Regions from separate parts of the Mus musculus genome. Here region 1 is linked to region 2. The links are chromatin contacts, called in public HiChIP or PLAC-seq maps. All regions are on one chromosome and are shown on one strand. The core of a region is the stretch at or near the end of the contact, and the rest is flanking DNA. Distances in the headings are between cores, read along the strand shown.

What was found. HiChIP or PLAC-seq counts read pairs in DNA pulled down with a chosen protein or histone mark.
Region 1: an H3K4me3 HiChIP or PLAC-seq map of bone marrow-derived macrophages shows a contact between it and region 2, with 4 times the contacts expected there. The contact joins two enhancer-like sites. A contact is called at or near these places in 3 of 115 datasets of contacts at active chromatin or transcription factors (bone marrow-derived macrophages, microglia and pancreatic cancer cells).

The regions. Positions count from the first base shown.
Region 1 is chr5:64,222,755-64,229,217 of GRCm38.p6, forward strand. The region is part of intron 2 of Tbc1d1 (TBC1 domain family, member 1); the gene reads left to right. Among named protein-coding and RNA genes, the nearest start is that of Gm46913, 21 kb to the right of the region's middle. Within about 2 kb of position 2,212, at least 65 of the 459 cell types and tissues checked have an H3K27ac peak or open chromatin away from gene starts, as enhancers often do. A contact at or near this core is called in bone marrow-derived macrophages, where this site is marked.
Region 2 is chr5:63,827,432-63,834,031 of GRCm38.p6, forward strand. The region is part of intron 1 of 0610040J01Rik (RIKEN cDNA 0610040J01 gene); the gene reads left to right. Among named protein-coding and RNA genes, the nearest start is that of 0610040J01Rik, 18 kb to the left of the region's middle. Within about 2 kb of position 3,825, at least 52 of the 459 cell types and tissues checked have an H3K27ac peak or open chromatin away from gene starts, as enhancers often do. A contact at or near this core is called in bone marrow-derived macrophages, where this site is marked.

The DNA of each region.
Region 1 (6,463 bases), core at 962-3,461, 390 kb after region 2:
AATCCCAGCAACCACATGGTGGCTCACAACCACCTGTAATGAGATCTGATGCCCTCTTCAGGTGTGTCTGAAGACAGCTACAGTGTACTTACATATAATTAATAAAAACAAAACAAAACAAAACAAAAAAGACATCTATATCACCAAAGCCCCATCCCCTAACATGGTGACAGCTCACAAAATCTGGGAACCTGGAACAAATTACAGCCTGCAAGCAGCTCAACAGGTTAGAGGCTGTTCTTTCCAGGGACCTCAGCTGATCTGTTTCAGATAACTCGTCTGCTCTCTGCTTCTTCCAACCCAGGCAGCAGGTCTGGTCTCAGAGTCTTCTTTGCAGCTTTTCTGGTCTGAGAGTGACTGACTGCAATCTTGATCATTTACATTGGGAGAGAGGGGCCTAGTGAATCTTATTGGTTTCAGGGACTTCCTGAAGCTATTTTGAGTTGTTTACTTTCTGGCTTAAGAAGCTTCAATCTAGGAAGAAACTGCTAGAGATCTGGGTAACCACTGACCCACTTTCTCTCTATACATACCTGCTTTGGACATTTCATATAAATGCAACCACACTAAATGTAGTCTTTTGTGACTAGTTTATGTCAATATTGCCTAAGTCTACCCATGTTGTGCATAATATTCCTTCGAATGCATCTTGCTTAGATTGAACTGCAGGACATTAAGTTGCTAATATGTGCCTTTTAAAAACTGCTGTACAGTAAGTGACATTCATGATTCACGGGCAGGTTTTTGTATAGTCATCTGGTTTCCATTCATACACAGGCATTTACAGTCCTGGGGTTTGTCTTAGTCAGTGTTCTATTGGTTCAAAGAGACACTATGACCATAGCAACTCTTATAAAAGAAAGCATTTAGGGCTGGAGAGATGGCTCAGGGGTTAAGAGCACTTACTGCTCTTCCAAAGGTCCTGAGTTCAAATCCCAACCATATGGTGGCTCACAACCATCCATAATGAGATCTGATGCCCTTTTCTGTTGCATCTGAAGACAACTACAGTGTACTTAGATACAATAAATAAATCTTTAAAAAAGAAAGAAAAGAACAGAAAGCATTCAAATTGGGCTTGCTTAAATTGCAGAGGTTAAGTCCGTCATCAACAAGGCAAGGACCATGGCAGCATGCAGGCAGATACGTGGCTGGAGAAGTGAATGAAGGTTATACATTTGGATTTCCAGGCATCAGGAAGAGAAAGTGAGACTCTGGACCTGGCTTCAGCTTTTGAAACCTCAAAGCTCACCCCCAGTGACATTCTTCCTCCAACAAGGCCACACCTCCTAATCCTTCTCAAATAGTTGAACTCTCTGATGACCAAACATTCACATATAGGAGTGTGGCAGTGGACAGCATTCTTATTCAAACCACCACAGAGTTTTTCTGTACTTGCTATTACCCTTAGGAAATATTTTTTTAAAAATTGTTTTAAAGATATTATTTTATGTCCGTGTTCCTGCTTGTCTGTATTTGCACCACATGTGTGCAGGTGCCTGAGATGTCCAGAAGAGGGTGTCAGATCGTCTGAAACTTGAGTTACATGCAATACCCATTTGGATACTGGGAACAGAACCCAGGTCCTCTGGAAGAGCAGTCAGTGCTCTTAACCACAGAGCCAGCCTTTCAGTCCCACATATTTTTTTTTTTCTAGAAACAAACTTTTTTGACTAGAAGAGATAACACTCAAGTTGCCATTTTGCTAAATCAATGCTCACCTCTCCTCTCCTCCCCTCCTGCCCCCTCCTTTCATCTCCTACCCCACCTTCCCACTCCATGTGGGCCATCTCCTCCAAACCTGTCCTGTCTAGTTCTGGAAAGCCCACTCCCCCACTTTTATTCTTACCTTCTGAACAGTGCCTGACGTTTGTTTTCAAGCCCAGAAGGCCATTCTGTCTCTGCAGCCTGCAGTCCTCATCCTCTTGTGAGCGTGCCTGGAAGCCTTACCTTTTTCTTGGCATTTTACTCTCTGGTCCCAGTTTGCACTTCCTGGCTTTTATCCTCCTTGAGGGCAGGATTGAGGTCTGACTCACTGTCTCTATTCCCTGCGAAGATTCCCTTGCCTTTCACTGTAGGTACCAATGAATATTCATATGTGTGAACAGAATAAGTTCCCTGGCTAGTTGCCAAGTGGTTCTGATTCACTGGAAACCCTACTGAATTTCCTTGTACAATTAGTCTTACAATGGTCCTATTTTTAACCAGGTCTTGTGGTGAGGAAGGAGCTGGGGAGTGAGGTCATGCTTTCTTATGCTCTTTACCCTCCCAGGCCTCCTCCTCCTCCTCCTCCTCCTTTGGGTTGGAGGCATGCAGCCTTCTGCCATCTTTTCCTGAATACGCAGACCATTTCCAGTCCTTGCTCCTTGAGCTCTCGAGTTAACCAATGGCACCGCAGGAAATCGAAAAGTTCCACTGAACGCATAGCAAACAGCCCACAGAGTGGGAGAGACATCTTTGCCATTTATATACTTCTGACGTGGGCTTGGGATGGACAGCTTGCAGAGAGCCACAGAAATCAAACACCAAGGGCAGAACTTGGCAGAAAAGCTGGGCAGGAGTGTCTAGGCTTGTCTGTGGGGTATGGTCAGGCATGACAGGAGCAAACGTCTTCCGTTCTGAAGCCTGCCTTCTTTTCATGTCTCAGGAAGACTGATAAGGTGGTCCATCTGACCATCCTTTGGAACCACCTTGCGTTTTCTGGACGGACACTGTCAACCAGGGCTATTTGATTAGTCTGTTGCCCACAGCACAACTTTCCTGTATTAGTGACTGTGTCCCTAATACAGACAAGACACCTGACCAGATCAACTTAGGAAGGAAGGAAGGAAGAAAGGAAGGAAGGAAGGAAGGGTGGGTCTGTTTTTGACCAGATGGAGGAAGGAGGGCAGCCAGAATGTGAGGTGGCAGGTCACATCGCATGCACAGTCAGGAAGCTGATAAAAGCTGACACTCAGGTGGCTTCCTCTAGTTTCTTCAGTTTGGGACCCTAGCTCATGGGATGGATGGTCCAAACCTACATTTAAGGTGGCTACATTTAAGGTCCCAGCTCAGTTCATCTACTGAAACTTCCTAATAGATGTGCCCAGAGGTGGGTCCCTCAGGTGATTCTAGGTCCTATCAAGTCAGTAATTCCTACCCACTCCCTCCCCTTCTTATAGAACGTGGAAGTGACTCTCAATCCTAATAGATCACTTACTAAAATATGCATATGATGCATCTCATAAATCTTATCCAAGCTTTAAGCAAACCTAGAAGTCAACATCAATAATAATCTCTCTTCTCCAGCCAAATTCAGTTGCCTGGCAACTGACTGGATGGAGTGTGCTAATGTCAGAGCACGTGTTCTCTTGAGACGCATTTCCTATCTATTCGTTCCTTACTGTTTCCCTCATGGCTCTCCCAGGACCTGTATAACTCACCTTCCCTTTACAGTTTCTAAAAATTTGATCTTGGTCTGAGAGCAACCAAGCTACCTGTTCTCCCCCACCTCTAGGACACGTGACTTGACAGCTAGACAGCTGAGGACCACCAGCGTCCTGGAGCAATGAGTTCTGGCTGCATTCAGATCACCTGGGAGCTGCTATACTTAACTGCAGCCTGTGATTGCTGCCTATAGAATTCCACGAAGGTGTGGGATACATATTCTCCAGTAGGCATATTTGGGGGGTCAGGGGGATGTATGTTTTTCAAATGAGAGGGAAGGTGGCATTTTAAGGGAAATTGCTGTATTTGTGGGATGTTACTATTTTACTTTTAGTGAAGTTCCAGACGGTAACAGAGAATTTCTTTGTGCAGTGTGGTTGGTTTGTTGCATGTTGCCAGTAAACTAAAAGAGAGTGGGGGGTGGGAGGGAGAGGGGAAGGACTTTTCATGTGTATTTCTCAAAATGCTTGGTGTTAACATGCCACACGTCCCTATCAAATCCACTCAATGTGAAAGCCCCTGCTTTCCCATGAAAGAAGTATTCTGTGTGCTCCTGGCCCAGGCCAAGAGACCTGGCTCAGAGGGAGGCCTTTGAGTATATGAACTTAAGGCAAGTTCAGACTGGAGTGTGCCCGAGCCTGTACCCTGGATGCACATACGTAAACATGAGTCCGGGATTAAACAATGAAGGCTTCCTGTCTGTTATTTCACCTGTCTGTACACTTTCTCCTCGTAACTCTTACAAGTCAGAGTTTGGTCATATCTCCCTACCCTGCACTCTCTCTCTCTCTCTCTCTCTCTCTCTCTCTTAAAGAAATGCTAGGGTTTTAATTACAAAGCTCTTGGTATATTACCTAGGTTGGCCTCAAACTCAGGAAGTCTCCAGCTTCAGCCTCCCGAGTAGCTGGGAATACAGGCATGTGTCAGCACACCTGGTGTAATATTTAACTCCTTATTCTCTAGAATGCTATGTAAACTCTCTTTAGCAGCCTCATCTTCTTTGGCAGAAAACTTAGTCCCAGGCACTTCCGTTTTCCTTAGACAACTCTAGGGTATCCTCTTCCATTTTCCAGAGTGGCTTTGGGACGCTGGGAAGTTCTGGAGTGATGGCAGGCAATGACATCGAGCGAAGTCCAGCTTTTCTCCTTTGGTCCTTTTCAACTGTCGACTCACATCGAGACTCCCCAGTGTGCCCCCCGCCCCCAGCCCATACTTCCCACCATCCAGAACTCACTTGAACTATTTCCTCAAGACTCTGTTGGTTCATAATTCATTCACAATATACTTTAAAGACCAGTGCTCATGTGTAAACTAGTCACTGGATGTGTCTAAGAAAAAGACAAGTTGTCCATTTTCCTCTGCCCTCAAAGGAGTGGGGATTTTGTTCTTCTAGTGGACAAGCAGCTGACATTGCTGTAGAGGGAACTGGCTGAATGTTCTCTAACCCAATTCCGTTTGGAGCTGTGTACGTGGCTGTGTCCAATACAAAAGAGTAGAAACTCAGTCCTTTAGATACCCTGCCTCCAATCAGAAGCCAGCTTGCAGCCCTAGGTTGGTTATCTGTTTTGGTTTTGTTTTAGAGTCGGGGGTCTTTATAGAGTTCAGACTGGCCTGGGATTCAGGATCCTGCCTCAGCCTCCAGACTGGCGGGATAACAAATGTGTGCCCCCTCCCAACTTCTAGAAATTAAGTTTCCCACACCTGCCTCCTCAGGTCCACTTAATTTGGTGCAACTCGGGGAAACACCAGCTATTAACAGATGATTCTTTATAGCAGTGGCTCTCAACCGTCCTAACGCTGTGACCCTTTCATATAGTTCCTTATGTTGTGGTGACCTTCCCCTAACCATAACATTATTTCCGTTGCTACTTCATAACTGTAATTTTGCTTCTGTTATGAATCACAGTGTAAATATCTGATGTACAGGATATCTGCTATGCAACCCCTGTAGGGTCTCGACCCACAGGTTGAGAACCACCGCTCTATAGGATACAAATAAGATGCCAGAGTGAATTTTGGGGGAGGCACAAACATTCACCTTTTCTAAGCCTAACACTCCCCAGGAACCTCCATATGTTCCTCCACCCAAAAGCTATGCCCTGCCCTTTGGGTTTTTATGGACCCCCTCTTTACATGGTGATGATTACTAATAGACTGGCCAGGGAGACCCAACAAGGCTTGTCTATGTTACTGTTCTTCACAGCCTCTCTGAGCAGCAGTCTTTCCTCCAGAGATGGGGCAGGCCCCACCCGGAATGAGGGAGGTGCTTTTGTTTGCTTGTTCTGACCTGCTACTGGACAAGAATAGACAGGTCACAGAGCTCGTTTAAGGCCAGATCCATGCAAGGATGTGGGGGGGCCAGGTAAAGAGTTTCTGTGACCTCCTTTGGCTGAAGAGAAATCCATTTCTCCAGTTGCCCTTTGGAAAGAGCGTATATACCAGTAACTGTGGACAAAGGCCAAGACATCCATCTCACAGTGAAAGTCCAGACTGAGAAAGGCTGAGTGTCTGGGCTGCTAATGGACTGACAGGCCGTGCTGAGGTTGTTGGCCCGCTGTTCACCTTGAGTACCGAGGTTGCAGAGGAAGGCTCTCGCTTTAATAGAGCTTTGAGCTTTCTTCTTTTCTGTCTGTTCCAGAATGTTGTGTGATAACAGGAGGACGATGTGGCTGAAAGGCTGCAAAGCCCTTTCCATCCATGCTTCTTGGTGATCTTCTGGGGATGTCACGGATTAATGAATGAAGGCCCCACAGGTCCCAAAGATGCACCTGGTCCCTTTGATTATAACTCTGATTGAGCCTTGAAACATTATCACTCTTGATTTTGCCCACACCTTTATGGCTTATCTCCTACATGTGTACTTTACCAGGAAGGGGAAAGAGAACACAGCCTTCTGTTATTTTGCATGCCCTTGGGCAATCGCCCCCAAGCTGAACTGGCTTCTTTCCTTGCCTTAAGAAATAAAATGCAGAAGGGCTGAGATGTCACTTCGGAGATTAATTCATCAAAAGGACTGACTCCCGCTTTGGGACACTCA
Region 2 (6,600 bases), core at 2,575-5,074:
GGGAGTGGGGAGGATTAGCATTCTCTCCTATGTCTGTCCTCTTGAGTGCTGACCTCTAGGCTTGGCGGCCACTGTTGTGTTTTATTTAAAAAAAAAAAAATGAAGAGGAAGGGGTCTGTTTGGTGGAGGCATGGTATGGTGTGGGGGAAGGGGGAGTCTCTATGGGCCTATGCTGGGGCATCCCTTCCCCATGAGGTACCAGTCACATGATGGTATAGTGCGGTATAGAGTTTATTTAGGACATGCAGGGAGGAGTTGAGGGAGGAGAGAGAGAGAAAGAGAGAGAGAGGGAGAGGGAGAGGGAGAAAGAGATCAGCTGTGAGCACGTGGAGGGGGAGGGGAATGGTGAGAGACGGGGTAACAAGCAGGAGCAAGAGCAGGAGAGCAAGAGAGCAAGGAGGGGGCAAGTAGCTCCTTTTATAGTAAATGAGGCATACCTGGTTGTTTCCAGGTAACTGTGGGGCAGAGCCTAGAGGAAATGCCAACAGCCACAACCTTCTACCCTACCCAGGTCCACAGTGTAGCCACTCCTGAGTCAGCCCTACTGCCTTCCCTCCACTCTGCCCCGTGAGGCTGACCTTGAATAAGGTTAAAAACAAAAAAGCTAAACCTCCTCTGTGTATGTTCTTACTGCATCCCCCATTCTCTGGAATAAAGCACACCAACTCTAACTCTCTCTCTCTCTCTCTCTCTCTCTCTCTCTCTCTCTCTCTCCTGAGTTTCTAAACTCTAGCAAATAATAACAAAACACAACATAGGAGTCAACTCTCAATAAACACAAGTACATCTTTTTTAAAAGGAAAATAAAATCTAGAATGACCGTAGGCTCTAACTTTGGATGCTCTGGCTGCCTCTTTACTTGTTTCTCTTTGTATAGATTTGTTTTATTCTTTGGGAACTTCCTAGTGGTTTAATCACATCCATGTCCCTCTCCCAACTCCTCCCCAGTTCCTACACTCAAGTTCGTGGTTTGTTTGTTTGTTTTAATCTTCCAAGAGAAGTTTGTATCACCCCACTCTTCTTGACTGTGTGTGTAGTAGACTTGCCTGCACCTCCACTCTTAGAGAAAACTGCCTCTTCCAGCAGCTGTTACCAGTAGCTCCACAGCCAGGCGTAATATTATATGCATAGCTTCCTTCTCCATGGTGGGATCTGAGCTCAAACAGACTCTGTGTTGTTCTTAAAAATCCAAGTTAGGAACTGAAGCTGTGACTCAGCTGTAAAGAGCATTTGCCTGTGTGAGCCCCTGGTTTGGCACTGCTGAGAAATTGTTCTTCCTAGCTCCAAACTTCTCATTCACTTTTAATACCTGGATGCCCGTTCACTCAGTTTTCCACACTGTGCACAAGAATTTTCCCTGATCATAGGTCATGGTCATACTTCAGCCAAGACTATATAAAGTTCCGTGGTACATCTCCATCACAAGTCCTAATGATGTCTCTGTGGAGTCCTTTTTTTTTTTTTGCTTCTGTCACGTGGTCTGTTTTCCTCACAGCCTCGGCCCTTCTATGAGCAGTCTCTATTTCCCAACCACCCATCATCAAATGACCCTGAGGCTTTCGTCATAGAGGCAATACATGTGTTCTGGGCACAACTATAAGTTACCACTGAGGACAAGATAAGGTGTACAAGACACTCTCGAGTAGTGTCGACAGGAAACATGTTCATTGATTTGGGTCAGTTGGCTGGGCAGCTTGCGGAAGCTGGCAGAATTGTAAAGGACAAGAATTAGCTAATAGGGTGGACACAGGTGCAACTAGTGGGTCTTTTTTAAAGTTACTAGGCCCCCTGTTCAACCAAGTATAGGTGAAGAGAACTGAATCACAACTCCCTGATTACTCTGAGAAAATGACGTAAGAAAGTAACCCCAGCATTCTTGAAACAGAAAAAAAAAAAAAAAAAATTCCCCACGAGGTAATTTTCACTGTGAAGTTTAAGTTTGATGAGCCAAATAAAATGCAAAGTACACTTTTAGATGAGTTCATGGAAAAGTCTTTTGATATTTTAAATATTCATGGTTTTTAAGGTATTGTGTTAATGATTTAGTCTAGTATTGTGAATTATGATTTAAAATGTCATTGAGTGACTGATTCAGACTTTAAGCTTTTAAGATGTGATAATAAATGTTGACGTAATTTTACCGTTCAAGACTATGTTGAAATGTTTAAGAAAACTAAAGATTCCATGAGTTTGAATCTTTTGTGGGTTAAGCCCGGAGGAAGGGGTGCTTCACTGGTCTCAAATCTGAAATAATTAAAAGGAAAAAAATCAAAATCATTTGGTGAATACAGAGTTGATGGCGTCTTGCTACGTACATAACCCAAGCTGGCCTTAAACCCAGCCTGGCTGACTCAGTAACCCAAATGCTACAGTTACAATCCGGCACTCCCACGCCTACTTTGTAAATAGTCTAAAATGTCTGCTGTTGATTGGTGATTTGCCAAAGGATTTTTAGTGTATGCCAGGAAAGGCAGCATTTAGAAAGTTGAGGCAGGAGGATCCTGAGTTTGAAGCCAGAGCTATATACAGACTGAAACCCTGCCTTTAACAATTAAAACAACAACTGAAAAAAAAAAAAAAAAACTTAAATAACTACAAAAAATTTTAGGGGAGCTAAGAAACACTTCAAACTTTTTGTTATGACTTCTTACTTCCAAGTGTTGCTGTGCCCCAAAATGGGATAGGTCCTGCACCCCATGGGTCTTCCCAGTTTTCTAGCATCCTAACCCCCTCCTGTCAGTGTCCAAGTTTGCACTCACATAGCTCATATGCATATAACCCCCAATGCTTGTCCCTGGGCCAGCGCTCTCCACGGCCATCAATAATTCTTCTTGGCTACCTTCAAGGCAGAGCTACCTGCAGATCCCAGACCCTACCCGAATTCGCTCACCAGAAATTGAACCGACTGTGGCTGCTGTACTCTGATTCCTGATTCTGTGGATGATCTCTTGATCAAGTTATTGTTTTGTTTCTGTGGGTTGGTTTGGTTTGGTTTGGTTTGGTTTGGTTTGGGTTTGGGTTTGGGTTTGAGTTTTGGGGTTTGGGGTTTTGGAGTTGCTTTGTTGGGTTTTTATGTTTTGTTTCGGGTTAGTTTGGTTTTTGACCAGAAACAAGGGCCAGGACTCCTTATCTTTCTCTCCTCGGTTCCCATTACCTAATGATCAACAAATGAAATGAAACTCAAATAAAGTAGGATGTAACGTGAATATGAGTTTGAGAGTAAATGGCACTTCTATGTTGGAAGTGGCTATGGTTGTCTTTATCCTGAGAGCAATGGTTAGCACGTGAAAGCTGTGAGTGCCAGATACTTGGGTGGGAGTAGGTATTTGTACATTAACTTCATGGGAGGTCAAGCCAGTTGTTCAGGAAGACTAAATCCATGATGGAACAAATTCAGGGTCTCTGCGTTGCCAGAAGCGTCCTTGGTCTGTTCTTGTGTCCTGGCCTCACCTCAGAGGAACTGCTGTCATGTTAGGTCCCATTTCCTCTAACTGATGACTATCTTCTGGCAGAGGTACTACTGATGCCCCTCTGAAGAGCAAGTTATATTTAGGAACTCAGAAATTAAACATTTAGTCGATTTTTTTTTTCATTTCCTGATATAGAAGACCTTACTTCACATCCCCATACCAAACAAAACTCCAAAGCTCCATCATTTAAAAAATCAATACCATCACTCATTGGCAGAATCAGCCCTAACTTACCTAATTTACCTCCTCATATCCAGGGAAGAACCCTTCTGTATCAGCCCACAAACTGCTAACCCCAAGAAGGCTGTGTTTCAGCCAAGCTAGACGCAGAAATGTGCCCTTAGAGGAAGTACGACCACAAGAGCGTCTTTCAAGAGAGGGTGGAGAAATCCTTGTAGCATTTCCTCCTTCCCTCTTCTTTGTTTCAGTTCATAGAAACAATGGTCCCCTTTGCTTTTTCCCTGTTGAGTACAACAAACCTAGCTCAAAATTAATGAAAGTAGTAAAAACTAGATGCTATCTTATCGAAGTCCACCCACCCATATCTCCACCCACCCAGAGCAGTGGAGAAAAGGTTCTTTCGATATGGACTGACAAGTTCAAGCTAAAGATTGAGATAACAAGAATCCTTTGCTCAGAATAAACATTTTAGAATAATGAACAGTGTGGTATATGCATCTCATTTCTAAATTAAGTGGGCTCCCCTTTAAACTTGCTTATGTCTTAGAGTGTTTATGTAGGAGGAATTTTTGTATTCAGGAAATTACATATAAAATATACCATTCCCCACAAATTAGTTACTTAAAGGAGCAGTTATTTGCACTCTTCTAATTACTTGGGTCATGTATACAAATTGCAAATTGGAATGAGCCTAAATGATCTAAGATCTTACTGTAGGTACATTGCTGTGACTATGTTTCTAGAAAGGTGTTCCAGTGGGTAGAGACTTTTACTAAAGGTTTAACTACAGCATGCATGATTTCCAGAACTGCCTGTGATTGTTGCCAAAATTTAAAATGGCTATATTATTGCAAAATAGCCTTTCCTTAACTACAGGGCCAAAAAGAAAGTGCTGTTTTGCATGAGATGGAAAACCACCCCCAAGGCAAATAAAACACCTTTCTCAGGAGAAACTCACTTTGCTCTTGCAAGTGCAGGGACCAAAAGCCAAGGAAGTTTAGCAAATTCCCATTCAACTTGTCACCATAAAACTGAGGACAGTAAATGTTTGCATTTCCAAAGGGGAACGGGAACTGTTTATGAGAACCAACCAACTGGAGGTGGAACGTTCGTCTCAGGCCTCCTTTTCAGTTACTCCCTGGTCACAGACCTGACTCCTGGTTCTTCACTTCTCAATAGATAACTTATTGCTTGATGAGCTCACACAAAATAACATAACCATCAGCATCTTGAGCATCATTGTGTGTGGTACATTAAATTTACTCATTAGGGAGTGGGTACTGAGAGAGAGCTCACTCAGTAAAGTGGTTGCTGGGCAAGCACGAGGACCTAAATTCAATCTCAGGACCCACATGAAAAAGCCAGTCATGGTGGCACACACGTAAAATCCTGAGGCTGGGGAAGTAGAGAGCGGTGGATCCCTGAAGATTTGCTAACCAGCAAACCAAGCCTAGTTGGCAAACTCTAGGTCAGTGAGAGACACCTATCTCATGAAACAAGGGGTATGGATCCTGAGATATAATACCTGAGATTATCTTCCCGTTGTCATGCATGTATGCACCTGCACACATGAACACGCATACACATACATGTGAAAAAAAAATACCTAAATTGGTTCCATTCACTGTCTTATGTATGCGTGTATGCAGACGACACTGAAGCTCTGTAGGATTTCAGCCCCTCCCTGGGTTCGAATCTTAACTCTAGAGCTTCACTAACCTTCAAGTATTCATTTCCTTGTCTGTAAAATGGGAATAAGAATTGTGCTGAAAGCTGGGTGTGGTGGTTCATCCCCTTAGTCCCAGCATTATGGAGCCAGCCTGTTCTACTAGCTGGAGGGCTATACAGTGAGGGTTTCTCTCACAAAGGGAGTGTGGGGGTTTCTGAAAAGGAAAAGAACTGTGCTGTGTGGACACAGCCAGGGAGGCAGGTGGCCTAGAACATGAGAATCAGCGCAAGACTCTGACTTCTATAATTAAGATACAATTTTTTAAAATTAATGACATAAACTACCTCGTGAGAGCCACCCACCAGGATGGCTTCAAACAAAAATAATGTCAGTGATGAGTGTTGGTGCAAAAGGGGGAAAATAGGAGCTCCAGACTCAGCTGCTGGGAGTGGGAGAAGGTTTATCCATTTTGGAGAACAGTCATTTAAATATAGAATTATTATATTACCTAGCAATCCTATGTCCAGGTGCACACCTAAGAAAAGGAGGAACCTATGTCTACGTTGTAAACAGATGTTCATAGCAGCATTGCTCACTGATTGATGCCTAGGAAAGTAAAGAATAGACACAGATGTACAGCAGACTCTACGCCATAGAAAGGGATAAAACACTGATACATGTGACACTGTGGATAAGCCCTGGAAGCATTGAGCTAAGTGAAAGAAACCAGACAAGAAAAGCCATATTGTGCGAATCTGATTTAGATTGGTGACCTAGGAGTAGAGAATAGAAGGCTTAGGAGCTGATGGGTGAAGTGATGAATATCACCTTTGGAAGGCAGTGGAAGTGACCTGTGATTGGGTTTGTAGGTGGTTGAGTGTCTGCTTAGCATGCAAGAGGCTCCAGAGGCTCCAGAGGCTCCGGGTTCAATCCACAACACATAAACTGGGCAAGGTGACATACACCGTGATGTCAGCACCTAGGAGGATCAGAAGTTCAAGACCATCCTCAACTACATAGGGAGTTCAAAGCCATTTTGGATTACATTGTACCCCATATTTAAAGAGAGAGAGAGAGAGAGAGAGAGAGAGAGAGAGAGAGAGAGAGAGAGAGAGAGAGAGAAGAAACAGAAGGAATGAGGGGACGGGGTTAAGGGAAAATAAAATATGGGGTTGTAAACCTGACTCTGGTGGGGATTGTGAAATTGAATATAGAGTGGTTTAAAAGGTGGATGCACAAACCCTGGCATTACGGGAGTCACAGCCCAATACAACCATGAAA